Regions from separate parts of the Mus musculus genome. Here region 2 is linked to region 1. A link is a contact called in public Hi-C data. All regions are on one chromosome and are shown on one strand. Each heading gives the region's core, a stretch centred on a gene start, on an enhancer-like site or on the middle of the called end of the contact. The rest is flanking DNA. Distances are from core to core; before and after follow the strand shown.

The links. Hi-C and Micro-C count contacts between places; a contact is called where the count stands out from the background.
Region 2: a Hi-C map of bone marrow-derived macrophages shows a contact between it and region 1, with 33 read pairs. The contact joins two enhancer-like sites. A contact is called at or near these places in 9 of 39 promoter capture datasets (the C10 cell line, the HPC-7 cell line, cranial neural crest and 6 more), 1 of 15 datasets of contacts at CTCF or cohesin (CD8 T cells), 61 of 484 Hi-C or Micro-C datasets (B cells, the C2C12 cell line, CD4 T cells and 33 more), 4 of 115 datasets of contacts at active chromatin or transcription factors (the NIH/3T3 cell line, PVALB interneurons, embryonic fibroblasts and 1 more) and 1 of 9 other capture datasets (pancreatic islet).

Annotation. Positions count from the first base shown.
Region 1 is chr9:123,175,810-123,180,472 of GRCm38.p6, forward strand. Cdcp1 (CUB domain containing protein 1) reads right to left here. Exons shown (of 9, transcript NM_133974.3): 6 at 4,176-4,556; 7 at 1,879-2,244; 8 at 1-10. Among named protein-coding and RNA genes, the nearest start is that of Gm23323, 16 kb to the left of the region's middle. Within about 2 kb of position 1,747, at least 17 of the 459 cell types and tissues checked have an H3K27ac peak or open chromatin away from gene starts, as enhancers often do. A contact at or near this core is called in bone marrow-derived macrophages, where this site is marked.
Region 2 is chr9:123,448,450-123,453,392 of GRCm38.p6, forward strand. Lars2 (leucyl-tRNA synthetase, mitochondrial) reads left to right here. Exons shown (of 21, transcript NM_153168.3): 15 at 4,296-4,396; 16 at 4,762-4,943. Among named protein-coding and RNA genes, the nearest start is that of Gm40586, 13 kb to the right of the region's middle. Within about 2 kb of position 1,937, at least 10 of the 459 cell types and tissues checked have an H3K27ac peak or open chromatin away from gene starts, as enhancers often do. A contact at or near this core is called in bone marrow-derived macrophages, where this site is marked.

The DNA.
Region 1 (4,663 bases), core at 497-2,996:
ACAGCCAAATCTGTGAGCAGAGATGGGAGGGCAAAGGAAGAGACGAGAGAGTTAGCATAAGGAAGAACTGGATACGTTCACAGTCCCCAGCTTTGTCCCTTCTGATACAAAACTCTGAAGGTGACTGAGTCAGGTCTGAGCCTCATCTTTAAAGGAACTGTCAGCTGGTACTTTTCCAGGAGAGGAAGTCAGACAGTTTATTACAAGTTTGATTCTTAGAGGCCACCCATGTTAATCATGCAGAATCTCCCTGGGTATAAAACTCAGTTGAGCTAAGAGGGAAAGCCAAGGCCCCAGGTTTATGTCTCCAGTGGAACTATTTCCTTTGAGCTGTTTGGTACATGCATATTAACCACTGTGTTGTCTGAATTTCGTTACGAGCAAACAAAAGGGTTACTATCTAAGTCAGTGGTTCTCGAGCTTCCTAATGCTGTGACCTTTAACATAGTTCCTCATATTGTTGTGACCCCCCCAACCACAATTATTTTGTTGCTACTTCATAACTAATTTTGCTACCATTATGATTCATAATATAAATATCTGATGCACAGGATATCTGATAGGCTATCCTTGCGGGAGTTGTGACCCACAGATTGAGAACCACTGGTCTAAGCCAATACAATTTGAAATAGTTTGTATGTAGCACTTAGATACATGAAACAGATAGGGGTGGGACGCTCGCTACTCCTGGCTTCCACTGGGTGTGTTCCCTGGTCACCAGGCTGTCGTAGAGAAGGAAAAGCAGAGGGGAGAGCAGAGACTCAAACAGCAGAAGGAGTGAAGGAGCAGGTCATTTCATCTGGGTTGAGTTGTCTTTTTCCCCACACCGCACAATGGAAAAAGAGCACAGATCTGAGAGGGAACACCACACTAGACTCACGAAGAAACAAAGGGTGAGATTCAGAGGACATAGAAATAAGTGACAGAAAAAGAGAGCAGAAGAGGAAGAAGGTCCAAGTAGTAACTTCAGAGCTGGGAGTTCCTAGTGGCTCTCTCTCTCTCTCTCTCTCTCTCTCTCTCTCTCTCTCTCTCTCTCTCTCTCTCTCTCTCTCTCCCCCTCCCTCTCCCCCTCCCTTGCTCCCTCCCTCCCTCCCTCCCTCCCTCCCTCCCTCCCATTTCCCTCTCCCCATCTCTCTCCAGGTCCTCATATACTTTTTAAGGATTTATTTATTTTATGTATATGAGTATACCATTGTCTCTTCAGACACACCAGAAGAGGGCATCAGATCCCATTACAGATGGCTGTGAGCCATCATGTGGTTGCTGGGAATTGAACGCAGGACCTCTGGAAGAGCAGACAGTGCTTCTAACTGCGGAACCATCTCTCCAGCCCCAGGTTCTCATATTTTTTAATCCTCGTTACTGTCTCCCTATGATCTTTCACCCCCTCACTCTACAGATGAAGATCACAGGAGTGAAGAGAACTCCTATAGATCATGGGGTTCAAGAGTGAAGAACTGTAGCAGAAGGATCCACGTGAGCCAATAGAATGTGGCAGAAGATGTGTTCTGCTTGTTCCTTCTATGCTTCCTTTGGTGTCTTGTGCATTTCTCAGCACAAGGCAGAGTTAAGTAAGCACAACTGTCTCAGGTCATTGGGCTGGGACCTTTGTCAGGATATAGATAGTCAAGATCAGCAAAGTCTCATAATCAACCTGTACAGCCTGCAGATGAATAATACGTGGACCCAATAAGCTTAGCTCAGAACAGACTTGCCCAGACAATGTGCAAACAGTAAATGTTGTACAATAGCTGATGTGTGGATAGCTATGACTCAATCTGTTTCCTGACTTGCCTCGAAAGCTTGTTCTCTGCCTCTCAAGTGCCCCTCAATTTTTTCTTTCCTTCACCACCTCCAGGAGACTCTGAAAGTTCTTACCTACAGTCCTCGGGGTAAGAGTCACCCAGAAGAGCAAATCTAGCTGCTTGCCATTCATGGGGCTGCAATTGGAGATGTTAACCCAGAAGCTGTGATGGTGGAAACTTGGCTTAGGCAGGACTTCCTCCTCCAAGCTGAAGATCTCCTCTGCCCGGGACTGCTGCTCCTGGATGATCATGAATGCACGCCCTGACTGGCAGGCCAAGCCAGAACGCTCTTTCAAGACGGTCAGACAAGCCACTTGGTTGCTAGGCACACTGATGTTCCAAGACACTGAGGAGAGGGCAGGCAGGCCACGGTCCCAGTTGGGTGATCTTAGGTAGACCTTGTTTTTTGTGTCTGGGGTCACCGTGAAGATGCCTTCCTCTGCAGGAAATGGAAGAGATCCAGACAAATGCTGTATCACTCAATAAAATGGAGAGAAAAGGGAGTGTAAGGGATACTGAATAGTCTACACCAGTGCCATCCAAGAGAACTTTCTGCTATGATGGACATGTTCTATATTATGACTGTTCAGTAGGTAGCCAATATTCATGTGCACCTATTGAGCACTTCTTGTGTGCTCACTGTGCCAAGTAGTATAGTCAGCATCTACGCTATCCCCTAAAGGCTGTAGAGTACAGGTCCAGTCACCAGTTCATAGTACTACTGGGAGGTGATAGGACCTATAAGGGGAGAGAGGTCAAATGGAAGTTAGGTCACCGGGGAATACCCTTAAAGGGACTATTGGGACCCTGTTCTTTACTCTCTTTTTGCTTTCTGATGACCATGAGGTGAGCAGCCGCTCCCATTACACACTCCTACTGTGATATATTGCTCCAACACAGACCCCAACAGTGGCTGGATCTACCAAGCATGGCATTCAGTCTGATTCTGTGAGCCAAAGAAAACTTCTCCTGCATATAAGTTATCTCACCAATGGAAACCAATGCAACAGAAGTGCATATTTTTCATTCATTCAACACTGATTTTGGTTTACATGATTGCATGTGGGTACTGTATCAGTTAGTGAAGGATACCGCTCTCTATTAGACTATGTGTCCAGGTTCATTTCAAACAAACATCCGAACAGTTTGCCAAATGAGGGTTCTCAGAAATATTCCCAAAGCGGCAATCTCCCTGCCCCACTCTACTGTGGGAGTAGGATATATCTATGTCTGCCCCAGAGAGCAACAACAACAACAATAACAAAGCTGCAGGTTTGGGCAGATGTCTAGGATTGAAATGTTGAAAGGGCTTTCAACATATCTGTAGGTCTGCTGTATGCTCCAGATGAGATAAGAACTAACATTCTTCTCTGAGGAGAATAACCCTGGATTCTCAAAGCTTCCCAAAGGGGATTCCCTCGTAATCTTGAAGATGGCAATCAGGTCAACCTGGATTGACCTTAATCTATCACAAAGATTTATTTCTTTCCCACCATGCCACTGAAAAATCAGCCTCAAATAAAGGTCGCAGCCAACTTCAAAATGATCTCTAATGTACCACCACCATCCCTGACCTCTAATGTACCTCCACCATCCCTGACCTCTAATGCAACACCACCATCCCTGACCTCTAATGTACCTCCACCATCCCTGACCTCTAATGCAACACCACCATCCCTGACCACTGATGCAACACCACCATCCCTGACCTCTACTGTAGCAGCACCATCCTTGAGCAACACGCAATGGTGATTTGACTTTTGCAATCAGCTGTATTCAAGTGACCCCAGAGAGCCATTTAGACTTCATTCTCTACCTCAGAGCACTGTGGACCTTGACCTTGCCTCTGCCTTGTAGAACAGGACCCTTGCATCTGCTATTTCTTCCCTAGTAACCACCCCCTCCCCTGCTGTGCTCTCCATGGTATACTGAACTGTCAAAGCAGGGCTGGGGAATAGTTTGTCATTTCTTATTTTACCCATGTCAGCTTTCCCAAAAAGACTAGAACCTGACTTGTCTTCCTGTCTACCAGCCACACCTCTCACTGTCAGAAACATTTTTCAAATTTATAAGAACTGGAAATTTCCATGGGAGGTTGATGAAATTGTCAGGATTAGGACCCAATGTCCTGCACTTCTGATGAGGAGCAAACTCAGACAACGATCCTTTCTCTCTAAATTATGACTTTTTTCATTATGGTGGAGTGTACTTGTAAACTGTGAGTCAAAAAACCCTTCCTTAAGATGTTCCTCCTTATGTATTTGGTCACACAACAGGAAAGTAACTAATGCAGGTTTATACAAGATGCAGTGATTGTCTAACAAGAATGGCTTAGAGGGTTTAATGGTGGATGGGCAAGGGAACACTTACCTTTGAAATACGGTGTATAGGACACTATCAGGCCTTGCTTGGAGACTTCTTGTTGAAAGCTGGGAGCATAGGCTCTCAGTGTCACCGAGCTATTTTGCTTCACCTGGATCTTCTCGATGGAGCCTCCTGAGCAGAAGGAACCAAAGTACAGGTCCTGGCCAGGGGTGGTGCTGGTCACGTGGTACCCGAAGCTGGTGTTACAAGGCCTCTCTTGCGTATGCTGCTGCAGCTTCTGGCCTGGCACCAGCATAAGGCTGAGCTTGTCCTTGGGCACCAGTAGCTTCCAGGAGAAGTCATGCAGCTGTACAGGCAGCTGGAGGATATAGTCAGGCACCTGCAGTTTGAAGGACTGCCTATAGCAGTAGCGGTGGTCCAGGCAACCTAGAAGAGAAAGTTGGTGATACCCATGTGCAAGGGGGCTTGGGGGGATGGGTGGAGTACACCCTCCAAGTAGGTTGGCCAAAGGACAGAGTGGGGGCTGCCTGCTT
Region 2 (4,943 bases), core at 687-3,186, 270 kb after region 1:
TCTGCTTCTTACCCCCAGAGACTTTGATGTATGAGAACAACATTTCTGCATCAGAACACTAAAAATTGATATCACTGGGCCCATCAGATAATTAGTTAAAATGCTTGTGGTTCAGGATCTGCTACTCAGTCCATTTTGCATTTTGTATCTGTGAAAACAGATTTGCTGGTTGTGGGTTGTGTCCTTTTACTGTCATGGTCTCATGGTAATTTTATGTGTTTTCCTTTTTTCTGTACTCACCACCTGGCCCAGACCAGCCTAGAACTCTTGTTCTTCCTCCCTCAGTGTTGGGATTATTTATAGTGTGCACCACCACAGCCAGCCATGGGATTATTTATGGTGTGCACCACCACACCCAGCCAGACTTTGGCAGTGATTACATAATAATTTTAAAAAGCAGCCATTTACAGAATATAGTCTGCAAAAAGGAGACCCAGGGAGGATCCTGGTAATTTTGGGTGAGGGCAGGCCTCAACTTGGTTTCTTGGTTCTGCATCAGCAGCCACCTGGTGCAGTCAGAGGAGTGGGCAGCTGTCTGTCCAGGGCTTCAGTATTCATTATAAATAACACTAAAAGTAACCTGTCAATCTATGCTTAGAATATCCTGAGCTTGCTTGCTCTCTTCCTTCTTTCCACCCTTTAAAGGTAGGACAGAGGAGGAACCTGGACTAACCTAGAAACGGTGAAGATTCCAGCACTTGTCTTCCTGCTTACACAGGTTATATTTCACTGTTGATAAAAAAAAAAAAAAAAATCTGCCTCCAAGGTGCAATTGAAGGGGTCAGGAGAATCTGGGCCACCCTCCTGCTCTTGGAAGACAGTACTGGGATGCAAGAGTCTCTCATTCTCATTCTTAGTAGACCACATCTGCCTTTCTAGGAGAATCACATTGGCTCAGAGAAGTCTGCAGAAATGAAGTGCTGCTGAGGCTCAGGGGAGCCTGGGGGACCATAGCCAGGCCACTGGAACTCATGCAATTTTAAAAACATTCTACTTATGTGGGTGTTTTGCCTGTGTGCATGTCTGTTCACCACATATGTACAGTGCCCCAGGGTCCAGAAGAAGGCATTGGATCCCTGGAACTGGGGTTAAAGACAGTAAGATGTCTTATAGGTGCTGGCAATCACTGGGACAACCAGTGCTCTTAATTACTGAGCCATCTCTCCAGCTCCTACCCCTTTTCCCATGCCAAGTTTTATCATCCCTATACTAAATCATCTGTCTGAGACAGTGCCTGCTGGGCTGTAACTTGGAGAAGCTGGGGTCTAGATGGATCTAGTAGCATAAATTTCAGAGATTGAGACACATTCATTATCAGAGTCTTAGTCCTGGTGCAGCTGTTCTACAGGAGACCTGCCAATTGTGGGAAAAGGACCAGTGTGGACAGCCTTGGGCCCTCACTCAGAAACTGTTTGAAGTAATTTTGAAATAAAAAAGTAAGTGATTCTGGTAGTAGTCAAACTAGTCAGGTGGCAGAGGAGACAGAGTGCCTGGGGGAAGTGGGTCGGCATGCTAGGTGCTGTTTGCGTGTCTGTGTTTACACAGGTGTCTGTCATGAAGATTCATCAAGGTGTACCTACCCCAGAACTAGTGTACTTCTCAGTGTGACTGTTAAATGTCATTTGACAGTTTTCTTTGAACATAGGAAGGAGAGAGGAGGTGGAAATAGAGACAGTGAGAGGAAGAGGAGGGAGAGGGAAGAAGAGAGGAGAGAGGGAGGAAAAGAGAAAGGGAGAGGACGGGGAGAGGGAAAGGGAAGAAGAAAGGGGGAGAGAGGGAAGAAGGAAAGACAGATGGAAAGGGAGGGGGGAGAGACAGGGAGAGAGAGAGACAGTGACAGAGACAGAGAAAGAAGGGAAAGGGAGAGAGGGAGATTTAAAAGCTAGAGTACAGTTCTAGGGTCTGGCTGGCAAGTTGCAATTCTACACATCCCCAGAAGGTGGCAGTGGTGGGTCACTTGATTATATAAAAAACAAAACCAAACAAAACCCCAATGATAGATAATAAATAACAGCGTTTCTTTTTGAATGTTAACAGTACTTGATTTTTTCCACCTTTGTAAATGTGCCCTATCTCTCACCATTGCTTCTTTTTTATAAAGATTTATTTACTTATTTTACTTTATTTACTTGTTTTAGAACTTTGTCTGCATGCATAGCTGTATACCAGAAGGCAGCATCAGATCCCATTATAGATGGTTGGGAGCTGCCATGTGGGTGCTGGGAATTCAACTCAGAACCTCTGGAAAGCAGCCGCTGCTCTTGACCACTGAGCCATCTCTCCAGTCTCCCACCACTGTTTCCATCTACTCCTATGCATGTGTTACATGCACGTGTGCACACACACAAATACATACATACTCACTAAAAGCCCTTAGAACAGGACGGTGGGATGCATCTCAGGCAGAACATGTACTTAGCACCTGGACCCTGAGGAAATTATGGTGCAGCATGGGACTGATATACACAAAAATCAGAAATATTCCTGGCCCTCATCTCTCTCACTCTCTTGTCTGCCCCATCTGCTCTCTTGAATCTACTAGAAAATGTCTTCCTCCTTGTTACTACCTACCCATAGCTGTTGGGCAGGGGCCACTTGGGCCAGTACTCGCCTAAATCAGATAACCTTGAACATGAAGTAAGGATCTTCTGGGATTAGCCTGCAAGACTATTCTGGTTTATAACTTGTGGTTAGGTTTCTGGTTTTCTGATTCCCTGAGTAGAAGCTCCCAATACCTGCCCACCCCTCCCCCCCAACCCCATGTCAGTGACGTTGCACCCCAGAGCTAGGATGTTGGAAGGTCTGCCATGGCAGTATAACTGAACGAATCTCTAGTTGTCCAGAGCAACATGAAATACTTGCATAGGATGGTGTCTGGAATTACTTGCTGAAATGCATCAAGTGAATCAGGCAGATTCTTCGAAAATAAAATAATATAGGGTAAAGAATTTGAGTGTTTCTTAAGAATAAACCATTGTAGTGACTGTGGTGGTGCATGCCTTTAATCTCAGCACCCAGGGTACAGAGGTAGGTAGATTTCCGAGTTTAATCTACATAGAGAGTTCCAGTCCAGCCAAGGCTTCAGAGCGAGACATTGTCAGAGGGATTGGGGGAAGTTTATTGGAGCACAGGCTGGAACAATGGATGGCTCAGCAGTTATGTTCACTGGCTTCTCTTCTGGAGGACCTACTATGCCTGCTGCTATGCTTCCCCACTGTGATGGTCAAGAACTCTAACCCTCTTCAATCATGAGCCCCAAGTTAAATCCTTTTGTTTATAAGTTGCCTTGGTCATGTTGTTTTCTCATGGTGTCTTAGGGTTTTATTGCTGTGAAGAGACACCCTGACCAAGACGACTCTTACACATGAAACATTTAACTGGGGCTGGCTTATAGGTTCAGAAGTTCAGTCTATTATCAGTGTGACAGGAAGTATAGCAGTGTGCAGGCAGACATGCTGCTGGAGTAGCTGGGAGTTCTATATCTTGATCTGAAGGCAGCAAAGGGGGACTGGAATTCTACACTGGGTGAAGCTTGAGCAAATATAAGACCACAAAGCCCTACCCCCGCAGTGTTATCCTTCCTCCAACAAAACCACACCTACTCCAACAAGGCCACACCTCCTAATAGTGCCAATCCCTATGGGCCAAGCATTTAAACACATGAGTCTATGGGAACCAAACCTGATCAAACCACCACACGTGATATGCAACTAACACACACACCAGCTGTTGGTAGCTGTCTCCTTAGAGTGTAATAGGCTAGGAAGAACAGGTAGATAATCCTTTGATTTTAACAGAAATGACCCATTCCTGTCCAACTCATTAGATTTAAAACTTTAAGACAGTCTAAGCAGGTCCTGTGTTAAGGGAAATAGTAAGCACCCTTCACAAGGACAGCCTTCAGTACTCCCTCTTGGCCCCTCTGTGCTGTGCCTGATGGGCAGCTGACACGGGCTCTGTTTTCATGCAGTCACTTGAACCCATCTTCCCATCCATAACTTGGCAAGTTTTTCTTCCTCCCATCTTATAGGTTGGCAAACTGGACTCCCAGAGCAAGGAAGTGGCTTTTGTGGCTCAGGTAGAAGTTGGTGAGATCCAGGCCTTCCAGATCTGAGGCCTGTGCTCTCTCCACCTCAGCTCAGTGCAAAGTGGACCTGGCTGCTGCTCTGACTTAATGTTAACACCATATCCCAGGATCCTGTTCTAAGGTGTGGTCCATAGTGATGATTTCTGGATGCCTTGAGTCCTGGCTGCTCCATCTCCCCCTCTCTTTTTTCCCTGTGATCTTTCCTCAGGGAACCTTTCCATAAACTACTGGCCCAAGGCCTCATTAAGGGACAGACATTCCGCCTTCCATCTGGACAGTGTCTGAAGAAGGAGGATATAGATTTCACAGGTAAGGAGGGCCCAATCTGGCTCGGACAGGTAAGAACGAAGGTCTAGAAGCTCTTAGGAAGCTTTTAGTATCTGCTATTGGACCCCACCTGGGTGTAAAGTCTAAGATCCTGGTAAGGCCTCTGCAGGCTGTTCTTGGGACTGGTTATACCCTGATACCCAGCCCCATCCTGTGTAACAGAGTGTTTGCTTGGACATCTCTACCTTGTCTAGCTTTGTTTGACAGCCCATTGCTAGAGAGAGCCTCAGACTCAGAGCGCGGAGTCTTCCAGGATCTTTGCCCACAGGCCTCGAAGCAAAGTTCAAAATATGGAATTTCTACCCTGCCCATCATGTCTTGTTCTTGAATACTCTTTTGGCATCTAGGTCCTGCTCCTGTTTGTGCAAAAACAAAAGAGAAGTTAGAGGTGACGTGGGAGAAGATGAGCAAGTCCAAACACAATGGGGTGGACCCTGAGGAGATTGTGGCCCAATATGGAATTGACACAATCCGGCTCTACATCCTCTTTGCAGCCCCTCCTGAGAAGGACATCTTGTGGGATGTAAAG